2 separate regions of the Lactuca sativa genome follow, and region 2 is linked to region 1. A link is a contact called in public Hi-C data. All regions are on one chromosome and are shown on one strand. Each heading gives the region's core, a stretch centred on a gene start, on an enhancer-like site or on the middle of the called end of the contact. The rest is flanking DNA. Distances are from core to core; before and after follow the strand shown. Region 1 holds the start of LOC122195851. Region 2 holds the start of LOC111880236 (B3 domain-containing transcription factor ABI3).

Region 1 (6,137 bases), core at 1,156-3,655:
TAGCCTATAACAATTTGTCGTTTCTTCAATCGAACCTGGTTACTTCACCATATCTCTTGTTTCTCCAAAGAGTGCCAATCTTAGCATATTTCATTCTAGACCGACATATTGTCTTCCTTTAATGGTGACGCTGATTTGTTTGAAGGCGATGAAACACCATCGGAGGTTTGGGAGGGGTTCAAACCCGACGAGAGAAATACAAAGAATATTTATGAGAAGAGAAAAGGTGGATTGATGCTTTTGTGGGGTGCGGTGGAGAAAGTCGTGCGCACTTCGACGAATTTGAAGCATGTGTGGAATGGATCGTCTATGGTAGTTATTGATGTTTTTGTGGACTCATCTGGAATAAAGGAGTAATAGATGAGGCACTAGAGGAATAAGCGAAAGGTTCGAGAAGTAAGAAGGAATGAATAAGTCAGACGAACACAGAAAGACAACACGTGCCCAAACTCCACTTTCAAAAAAAATAAATCGGCCAAAACAGCAAATCGGCCAAACTCCACTTTCAAAAAAGTAAATCGGCCAAAACAGCAAAAACTATAATTACAAGGACCAAAAGTGATAACATTTTAAAAAAGATGTGGCAAATACCTAAAACCCCTAAAATGTATTGTACTTAAGGACATCCTCTCTCTCTTAATTATATATGTAATGATATTCTTTGAACACATAAAAAGATAGTTCAATGGTTAAATAATATATACAAAAGTAAAGAAAATGAGTAAACGAAAAAGACGTTTGTTATCTTTATAAATTATTATCCCTTAATAATATACAAACTGTTATTATAAATCAGAATTTAGAGCAATCTTTTAGTATATATACATATAAAAAAGAAGAAGTAAAATACATAGACAAACACCATCGAGGGGTGGCTAAGTTCAACCTCATACCTCCTCGTAAGCTTCATTGTAGTTATTATATATAAATTTAAAATATTAAACAAAGTGCACCAAAAATAACAATATTTGATGCAATCTTAATTATTTGGTGTTGATGGTGCGTTTTGCAGCTTCGATATGATCTTTGACAACATCAGCAGACGCCTCGGCTTTTCCAACCACTGTATCTTGCACTTTCTGGGCGGCGTCCTTAGTGGCGCTCCAAGCTTCTTGTGCTGATTGCTTTGCTTTCTCGGTAATGTTCTCTGTCGCTCCGGCGGCAGCTTTCGATTGGTTCGCCACCTTGTAACAAAATCATGTCAATTTTTTAATATTAAAAATAAAAGGGCCGACTATATATACTCCCGACGTTTCAAAATAATAGTCTATTTTTGATTTTTGAAGTCGTTTTATTCAACTTTGACCTTAAATATTTTTATTTGTGTTATATATATTATTTAATAAAACTTATAACCATTGAACTATTAATTTAGGACGGAGGATATATATATATATATATATATATATATATATATATATATATATATATATATATATATATATATATATATATATATATATATATATATATATATATATACTCCCTACGTTCCAAAATAATAGTCCACTTTTGATTTTTAAAGTCGTTCTTATTCAACTTTGACCTTAAATATTTTTATTTGTGTTATATATTATTTGATAAAACTTATAAACATTGAACTATTAATTTGGTACGGAGATAATATATATATATATATATATATATATATATATATATATATATATATATATATATATATATATATATATATATATATATATATATATATATATATATATATATATATATATATATATATATATATATATATGAAAGGAATAATTTAGGGTGTATTTGGGTTATCATAAAAGTGATTTTTATGAAAAATATTTATTAGTTTATGGTTTTTAGGAAAAACAGTTTTTATAAAATATTTGGATTCAAAAAACTGTTTTTTAGTTTGTTTGTTTTTTAAAAAACTAATAAGCTAATAAGTTATTTTCAAAAGCTATCCCAAACAGGTATTTAATATTTAAAAGTTTGAGTGAGAAAATGAATTGAAATGCTTACATAGCCTGCGTGAGAAGCTGTTTTCTCTTTAATTTGGCTCCCAGCGTTTTTCAGCTCGTCGATAGCACGCTTGGCTGTATCCGACGGCGAGGGTGACGACACAAATCGCACCTATTAATTGATTACAAGTTTTATATATTTGATCTGATTCATATATTTCCCAAATATAATAAAAGAAATCAATCGAAGCAAAATGTATGTTGAGTTTTGAAATGTTGAGAATAAAGATAAAGATTAAAAGGACCTGGGGGTGGGTAATTAGTGTAGGGTTGGAGCCAAAAACTCTCGAACCCAATGCGGTGCGAACCATAACGCGGGTGGTCTGGACCATTGTTGCTGTGACTCCAGCCATTTTTCACCTTATTATCTCTTTTCAGTTAATGGATTTTTAAATTTTTCCAAATTGAGCTCTATATTTTTTTTTTCTTTTTGCATATATGGAAAGAAACTCAAGAGATGAAAAAGCAAACTGTCGCTCCTTTTGTGGTTAAAATTAAAATACAATAACGAAAAAAGAGTAAAACCGTCAATTGTTAGACTTGTTCTTCGTTTCTAAGAGAATTGTGGATAAACAACCAAAATTTATTGTATGGTATATAATTAGACTTATTTATTTATTTATTAATATAAGTGATTTTATTCTCAATTTTCCAAAGTATATAATTCACAATTTTGAAATTGGGTACACGTAAAACGAAAAATTATCATATAAGCTTGTTACCTAGTTTTTTTTTTTTTTTTTTTTTTTTTTTTTTTTTTTTTAATGAAACGGCAAACTAACTAATCTACTCCTAAATAACCACATATATCTCCACTGAGACTTGAACCCCTGACATCTCATATGAGATGGTCACTCCATACCACTAGGCCATTGGCCCATTGGTACTTGTTACCTAGTTAACTAACAGGTATTATGATGTGTGGTTAGAAAATAATTATCTTACTTGAACTTTTAATAATATAAACCAATGTTCACAATTTTTCATCATTTATAAAAAATTGATGTACTGTTTGATAGCTTTTTAATTTTTTAATTAAAAAAATTTTAATTTTTCAGATTCAAAGTCATTTGATAATTTTTTAATTTTTATATCTTAATTGTTCAGCACTCTTTTAATTTTTAAAATGGCTTGTATCTAAATAAAAAAAAAAAAAGTAACATATACTGAAAAGACTCAAATTCTTTCAGCAAACTTGTTTCCCTCCTCTCTTTCTATTTCACACGATTGCCTCTCTTTTTCCTTACCCTGCTATCTCCGTCCACTTAAAAATTCAGACCAATCATGTCAAACAACCCTAAATCATATTGACGATGGTAATCAAATGATATACAATTTTACTCATATATCATTGTTTTCTTTATATGTTCATTAAACTGTATTTTACCATTTAAAGGAAACTATCTTACAAAGATTATGGTTCAAAAACAAATTTTAAAATTTGTGTTATCTTATTCGGTAGATGACGAAGGGATGACGAAAACATACAGCGGCATGCCTTTGGGCTTTGGTCCAAGCCCAAATTCCGGTTACAAGTTTTAATCAAGACCAAGCCTAATAGCTATTACATGATCATAACTTTGGGCTTAGATTAAACAACCCTTAAGGAATTATTTTATTCGATATTATTATTTTGTTTGATTAATCCCAAAATGTTTGAAATTGTTCATCTATAATATTATTTGAAAATTTCTACCGATAGATAAAAGTTATTAAACTTAATCCCCGTTGATGTAATATTTTAAATAAATCAAAGCATGGCTATATAAGTTCATTTAGAGGTGGGTATCGGGCATGTTAACAGAAATGCGTTTGGTACCGGGTAAGAAAATAAGGAGTAATAGTTTGTTGAAAATTTTTGAGTTGTTTACGAAATATTTTTATGCAAACAAATTAATTACGTAAAAGAAAATACAGTTTAAATCAATTTATGTAACAAGGACCCAAGTGGAACATACTTAACAACAAACCATATAACATACTTAACAACAAACCATATGGTATTTAGAATTTTACTTTAACTGCAATAGAGATCTCCATAATCTAATAAATGAATATGTTTATTTTTTATTGACAAATATGATATTATTAGAACTTTTCATTAATATTATATGTTACATATCATGTCACTTGTCAACTTATTAATTATCAATTTTAAATTTCAAATTTCTCACTCTAATTACATTAAATTAATAATTGATTCTCCATTTTAAAGTTTTAAATTTTTAACTTTTTCATTTTAATTAAATTAAACTAATAACATTATATTAAAATATAAAATAAAACTAATACAAATTATAAGGTGATATTACTTCCCGTATTTATTTAAATCAACGATTATAATTTTATATAACTAAAAAAATATCTCTTAAATAATAATTTATTTAAAATAATTGATTAATAATTTTGATTTTTTAATATGAAATTTTAATTAATTTTATAATTGTGGTTCTTATTAGTAATAAACTAGTTATTTAATATATAGCTGGGTTTTTTTAATATGTGCCCTAAAGGTACATATAAAAACATTAATCAATATTCTTTATAATTAATGTATTTTACATTTAGTTATAATATTATTACACACAATTAATATTTATCACATTCAATTATGTTAATATTTCTTATAATTAATACTTCAATTAATGTTTCTTATATATGTCATTAGGTCACATATTAGAAAATCCCCTTATAATTAGATCTTTATCTATCGATATCCATATAAAACATACAAGAATAATTACTAGAGTTCCAATTACAAACATGATACCACCTATGTTTTCTTAAGTGTGAGAAAGTCAAACACACTGGTTTTTTTTTTTTTTTGAAATTTCTTGAGTTGTTTACAAAAATATTTTTTGGAAACTAACTTTTTAAAATGTCTTAAAGTTGTCAAATAATATATTTTATACTTTAAAAGGATAATCGACTCATATTTTCTGTATAGTTATCCGACATTTCATATTTTCTGTATAGTTATCCAACATTTAAGGTTGAATATGTCACATCTTTTTTAAATTTTACACTTTTTGCCAATATTTTAAATTGTATTATAGAAAACATGAGTTTGTTATATTTTTAAACCAAAAATCGGTTACTTAATAATTTTAAAACATTTTGAAAAGTTGGTCCCCGAAAAATAGGGAAAACTACAATAAAGTCCCTATGTATTGCCCGTATAATTGATTTAGCCCTTATATATATATATATATATATATATATATATATATATATATATATATATATATATATATATATATATATATATATATATATATATATTGCAATTTAGTCCTAAATACCTGTAAACGTAATCAAAACGGGATATTTAATAGGTTAGCCGGTATCTAACTGATGTGGCAGCTTACGTGGAAGTCATCATGTTAAATAACATCCTACGTGCCATTTAAGAGGGCTAAATCATTGAATCGAGCTCGTCTTCTTCATTCTCCAGTCAAAGGAGCGAACGATTATGGCAAATTGGCAACAGGAAATCGATGTCGAGTTCATCAAGCACCAACATCAGAACGTGCTATTGTGGAGATAGGGTTGGAATGTGGACATCATGGACTCGAAAGAATCCAGGTCGGAGGTTTTTTGGTTGCCCAAATTACATGGTATAGAATCTTCAAATCTCACTCAAATTCTTCTAATCCTCTAAATTTCCCATTTTTCTATGTTAAACACATGTATCTTGCTATGTTATGTAGGATGAAGAGAAGGACTGTGGGTATTTTCGTTGGATTGACCCACCACTATTGAATAAGTGGTATAAAGAAAGAATGTATGAGTTAGGAGCTATTGCTAATGGGGGTGTAGCTATTCCTTTTAATAACCCTGTTAATGAAGGTGAAATACCTGTTGATGGCCCTATTGCCCCTGTGAATGTTGATGTCCCTATTGCCCCTGCGAATGCTCTTGAACCTGATAATCAAATTGCAATGTGTGATAATACACATGTGCCTAGTAATGAATTTGGATTCTGCAAGTGGATGATGGTTTGTTTCGTTTGTTTCATTGTAGGGATGATGTATGCTTAGTTTAGTGTAAGTTGTAGGGTATTATGGTATGGTAGGGATGATGTAATCTTTTGGTTTGTTATCATGATGTAATAGATAAATGTTCTCGTGGATCATGTAATGTTTT
Region 2 (5,426 bases), core at 2,305-4,804, 200 kb before region 1:
ATCAAGAAGAAACATAATGATTTAGATCTTACGTATTTGCCACACTTGACATCAGAGTATAGCACGATGAAATCGCCTTCTTGGAGCCCATTTGCTTTCACGAAATCTCCTGAATCATAAAACAAGGTTTAGAAGAAAAAAAACAAGATACATAAATGTCTTGTTAACCCTGACTTTTATCAAGGAGCTCGCCCCTTTAGAAACATGGATGGTTGCATCATTTAATTTGTTTGATCTCTAATTAAAGCAACCATCTTATTACTTTGATATATGGACATGAACACACACCAAGCCAAAAAGATCCGGCCTAATCAACAGACCGGTTAAATTGGTCCAAAAAAGGGATCGATCCAGTCCAGGACTTGATTATTCCGGGCTGAGCTGGTCCGTTTGGTTTTGGTCTGGTCCGGTTACAAAAATAAAGATGGGCCCGGTCCCATTTATCACCTCTATCTTGATATACCACAACCTTAATTAATATTTTAGCTTCTACTACTCCTTATTGACAGAAGGACACGTAAGGGAATATATTTTTATTTGCAATATTTCGTGTGTGATGTATGAAAAGAGCTATAAATAGCATATTGTAACAAACGTATTCCAATATTAGCCAACACTTCGCTGACCTGTGTTCTCGAGAAGGTACATCCGGCTCTTGTTGTTAGGCCAAAACCTGAGGCTCCACAATTCAAAGAGAAAACACACAAAGCCAGAACCAAACTTAGTCTGATGCTTAATTTGAGTATTGGGTGCTAATTAATTGATGAAAACCCAAATAGGTATTAATTAAAGGGATTTAACAACGTAATATACCTATATCGCATGTTCCACACTTGAGAAGTCCCTATATCCTCCATAGCAATTGAAATTCCATCCCTTGAATCCAGGTCCGGGAGGTGACTCTCAGCTTCTTTCTGTAAATTGAATTCGTTTTCCATCAATAATTAAGCACATTAAAATTAAATCTGATTGAAAGGAGACAATTAAACCATAAGAAATCTATACCTTAGGCAGCACAATCCTCCCAAGACTCCCAACATCACTTTGCTTCAACACTTTTTGGAGCAGAAACTTCAAATTTTTCTCAGTTTTTAAACCCTGATGATCAAAATAAACAAATGAAAAATCAAATTATAATCACAACTAAAATATCGATCGAGAATTATTTAAAATTTTACAATATTTGCATACCTGCCGTTTATCTGGGGGAGTTTGTTTAGACGGGCGATCACTGGCTTGTTGAGGTCTGGCGGGTGGCCGGTGAGGTGATTCCATAGGTGGTGGTGGAACCGTGTTGGTAGAAGGCGGAGATGGCCAGTACAACCAGTTTCCGCCATGTGTTTTGCCGGAGCAATTCTCATCACCAAGCATTGCGTGTGGATGTTGATCGGAGTTGGCCAAGTGATTCTGATGATTATTCATGTGCTGATTTTGTCTCGAGTGGTGGTGGTGGTGGAAGTAAGTCCGCCGCTGTCTAGCCATTCTTTTCTTTCTAGCTTCTTTAGTCGCCGAAGAACCCAGCCTCATTAACCGCTGTTGTTCGCCACAACCGCCGGTGGCGTAAACCTGTGGATTATACGGGTACTGATCGGGGTAACCAGAAGCGAGGGGCATAATTTGAGGACCATAGTTATTGCCCACGTCAGGAAACTGATTGTTGTAGGGTGTCGACGCAGCCATGGTAATCTGTGAAGGGTTCCACGAAGGTGCAGATTCAAGAACTTGATATTCACCCGAACCTGAATTATTATACGGATTAAGACGATTCAGACCAGAATTGTATTGATCGCTCCCATCACCCATGTAAGAAAACGTCGCTTGTGGCCCCGCCGCTACCATAGGCATCCCATTACTGGTCTGATCCGCCATGTACGACGGATACGCCACCGCTGGTGGGATCCACGGAGAAGGAGAGAATCCATGGTTCATGTCACTAGGTGGGACCCAAGAATTACAGTTGAATGGTGGCGGTGGGGTCGGTGGTGGTGGTGGTGGACGTCCCTGGTAATGCTGTAAAGGGTATTGGGTGGTGGTGGTGGCGGCGGCAGCGGCTAATTCACCGGCACCGCCGCTGTTTTTTCTTTGAAGCTGGTGTTGTTGCACCCATTCAAGAATTAATTTGAGGAGTTGTTTTTTGCCTTCTTTTGACGATCCTAATCTTTTTGAAGCACATTCAACTGTCGATTTCTTGAGTTTAATATTTCTCATATCTTCTGCTGATATGAATTCTTTGTTGGATTTCAACCAGTCAAAGAACATCACCCCTAGTTCATCCAACCGTCCTCCGCCACCTTCACGGCCACCGTCTTTAATCCCACTATCTTGTACCACCTCACTTCCATTGCTATATCCACGAGCCGTCACACATTCCTGCTGTAAATCCGGTGGGTTTTGTTCGAAAATTGACGATGGATCCCAGATTTCGTTGCCATCAATCAAATCCATGTACCCAAAATTCTCCATCACATCCATGCAATCTATCGTACCACTTCCATCCGCCTTTTCCAGAACAGGAACCGCTTCAACCGCCGCCGTCGACGTAACGGGACCCGGTTCCTCCCGATGACTTCGTTTTTTCCTGTTAATCCTAAGCTCCTCCAACTGATCCTCTCCTTCAGCCTCCTCCTCCGTGATATACTCAGACTTCAACACCGCCCAAGACGCCGCAGACGAGGTAGACGAGGACGCCGACGATGTAGTAGTGGCCGAAGAAATCGGCTTAGCAGGTGCAGGATTTGACGAAGAAGAGGAAGAAGAAGACATGCATGGAAAATCAGGAATCTTTGGAAACTGATCGTTATAAAACATTGAAGGATCATTCATTTCGTGAATCAGATTCTGTTGCTGTGCTCTTACATCAATCTCCCAGATCCCTCTCTGATCATCGGTACTCGTCATCACTGTAGTACCCACTGCATCAAAACCAGTACTTTTACGGCTTTCTTGCTCATCAACACCACAAACATCCATAACATCGACTTTTTCTAGTTTCGGATACACGGCCTTTCAAATTTCACTGGATCTTGATATTTTTAGAGAGAGAGAAGGTGGTAAAAGTATCATAAACTGTACTTGATGATACTACAGAAACAACATAAAACATCTGAGTTTTTAAGATTAATACTTAAATAAATTCCAACTTGCTATATCTATATAGAATATATATAATAAGATATTAATTTACCCACACATACATCGTTATCATACACATTTGATAGCCGAATTAACAATCATAACCAAACCCCAGAAAAAACCCAGAATCTATCACCAAATAGGATTTGGATTTGCATAAACTAAAAGAGGGGAAGAACTGAACCACTGGAAGGACAGAGGTCGACGGAAAAAATGGAGAACCCAGCGGAGATCGATTAGATGAAGCAAAATTGTTGGTATGTGAGAAAATATTTGAAATTTCTATGTTCTATGAAAGTGGGTGGAAGATAAGTTCAAAAATCCTTTGCATCTTTGTTTGGTTCTTCTCTTTGGAGAGAGAGAGGGGGAGAGAGAGGGAGAGAGAAAACCAGACAGAAAACCAGGGGCTGGTTTAGGTTATAGTTTTTCTCCACTACTTATGCACCCCGGATTGTACGCTAGAAGCCATGCGTATGCTCCTGAATGGTGGTTAGTAAGCGGTGGCTCAGTCTTTTTTTCTTTTTGTTGACGGTAAGCAGCTCAATTCTCTCTCTGCAACTTATTACACAATATGTATGCATGTTATCAGCATCCATGGCCATCCACATGATCCCAAATATATTCATCCATTTTTAACTTTGTTTTTGTTGTAAGTGCTCTCATAAATCCCAAATAAATTAACCAATGCATTTTGGATCTTTGTCAGCAGACTATCCATGCTTTCGTTAATTAAGCTCAATAACTAGTCGGAAGGTATTTGGGATTTATTTTCATTTTAATCAAAATAACTTATTGATTTATATGAGTGAAAAAACAAGTTTTTAAAAAGTATTTGGATTAGTCTTTATAATGGCAAAATTAAATAAGTCAAAAAATTGTTTTTTTCAAAAAATGATTAAGTAGCTTATACATGTAAAATGACTAAAAATAAATAGAAAAGTTAAACCTAATAGGGAAATCGTCATAAAAACCCTTAAGTTTTCCAAAAAGTGTCAGTTTTACCCTTTGATGAGTTTTGGGGGTAATAAAGTCGGATATTTTTGCTAAATGTTTCAAATATCTCATTTAAGAGGTTGCACCCTTAGTAGTCGGTTACCGTGTGTTGATTTGGCACTTAATTGAGGAGATGGCACGGATGTTACGTCCGTTTATGTGGAGCAGTGTACCTAACACCTTACCTCAACCTTTTGCACGTAAATGTACACTTCCTCAGAATCCTTCAGAAAATCGACATCATTCATCGCAAATTTAGGGCTTTTTGAAGAAGATTAGGTTATTAGGAGAAGAAGATTAGGTTATTAGAGAGTCGATTTCATAGGGTATGTGTAATTTCTTTGAAGATTGTGTTATTATAGTTCTTTGTTCTTCAGAGGTTAACGAATAACGATAATGTGCGTTTTTTCAGGTTGTTTTGATAGATTGGGTTTCAGAGGACGAAGGCAACACATACCCATTTTTTGTTTACGCGGCCTTTCTCTGGTCTTAATGAGATGGATTTTGAGCTTCATGACATCTACATGGATCATGAACCAGACAAAGAGTTCATTACTCCACTGGATAAGTGTAAGGATGCATTTCTTAATGTGTTACTAACTGATGAAAATATTAGAAACTCTAGTTTGAATAATGATGTAAGAGCACAAGTGTATCATGGTGATGACTTGCAAAGTGATGAAGATGAAGAAGAGCAAGAACAGGTGAAAAACAAGTACATAATACATGATCCAAAAACAAGACGGGACAAAATGGAACCAAAACTTGGTGACATTTTTATAATGTTACACAGCTGAAGTTTTGTATCCAAAATTACGCAGTCCACAATGGGTATAAGCTCTACTTTGAGAAGTGTGACTGTAACAGAATACTTGTAAGATATGGGAAAAGAAATGTGGATAATGGTTGCCCTTTTAGACTATATGCCTCATGGATATTCAATGAAAGATCTATTCAAATCAAGACTTTAGAAGCTACACATGTTTGTGGTAGGAAGTTCAAACTGTTGGATTAGTGTCTAAGTCCATAACTATTTTGGTATGTACTTGACCCGATTATGAGCATGGTCCTTTTGGGTTGTCTTCACCATAGTAATATGTAAGATGAATTAAGGAGAGAAAGGCTTAATTATGATTTATTAATATATTATGATAATAATATATTAAAGGAGAAATCATATTGTTTAATTAATATTAGTCAAGAATTAATTAAGAATTTATTTTGTGGCTAAAAGAGATTAATTAAACTTAAGGGACTTATTGTGTAATTATAAGATAATTACATAGATGGGCTAATGGACT

The links. A called contact is a pair of places that touch in the nucleus more often than the background predicts.
Region 2: a Hi-C map of leaf shows a contact between it and region 1, with 4 times the contacts expected there. The contact joins the promoter of LOC111880236 here to the promoter of LOC122195851 in region 1. A contact is called at or near these places in 4 of 4 Hi-C or Micro-C datasets (bud, leaf and seed).

What each region holds. Positions count from the first base shown.
Region 1 is chr9:13,914,835-13,920,971 of Lsat_Salinas_v11, reverse strand. It overlaps LOC122195851, which reads right to left and starts at 2,405. Exons shown (of 3, transcript XM_042898081.2): 1 at 2,237-2,405; 2 at 1,993-2,103; 3 at 895-1,184. The coding sequence starts at 2,344. The coding sequence ends at 984. LOC128128848 reads left to right here and starts at 5,486. Exons shown (of 4, transcript XM_052767619.1): 1 at 5,486-5,608; 2 at 5,702-5,989; 3 at 6,107-6,137. The coding sequence starts at 5,489.
Region 2 is chr9:14,115,048-14,120,473 of Lsat_Salinas_v11, reverse strand. It overlaps LOC111880236 (B3 domain-containing transcription factor ABI3), which reads right to left and starts at 3,554. Exons shown (of 6, transcript XM_052767839.1): 1 at 1,192-3,554; 2 at 1,006-1,098; 3 at 814-914; 4 at 627-673; 5 at 33-109. The coding sequence starts at 2,970.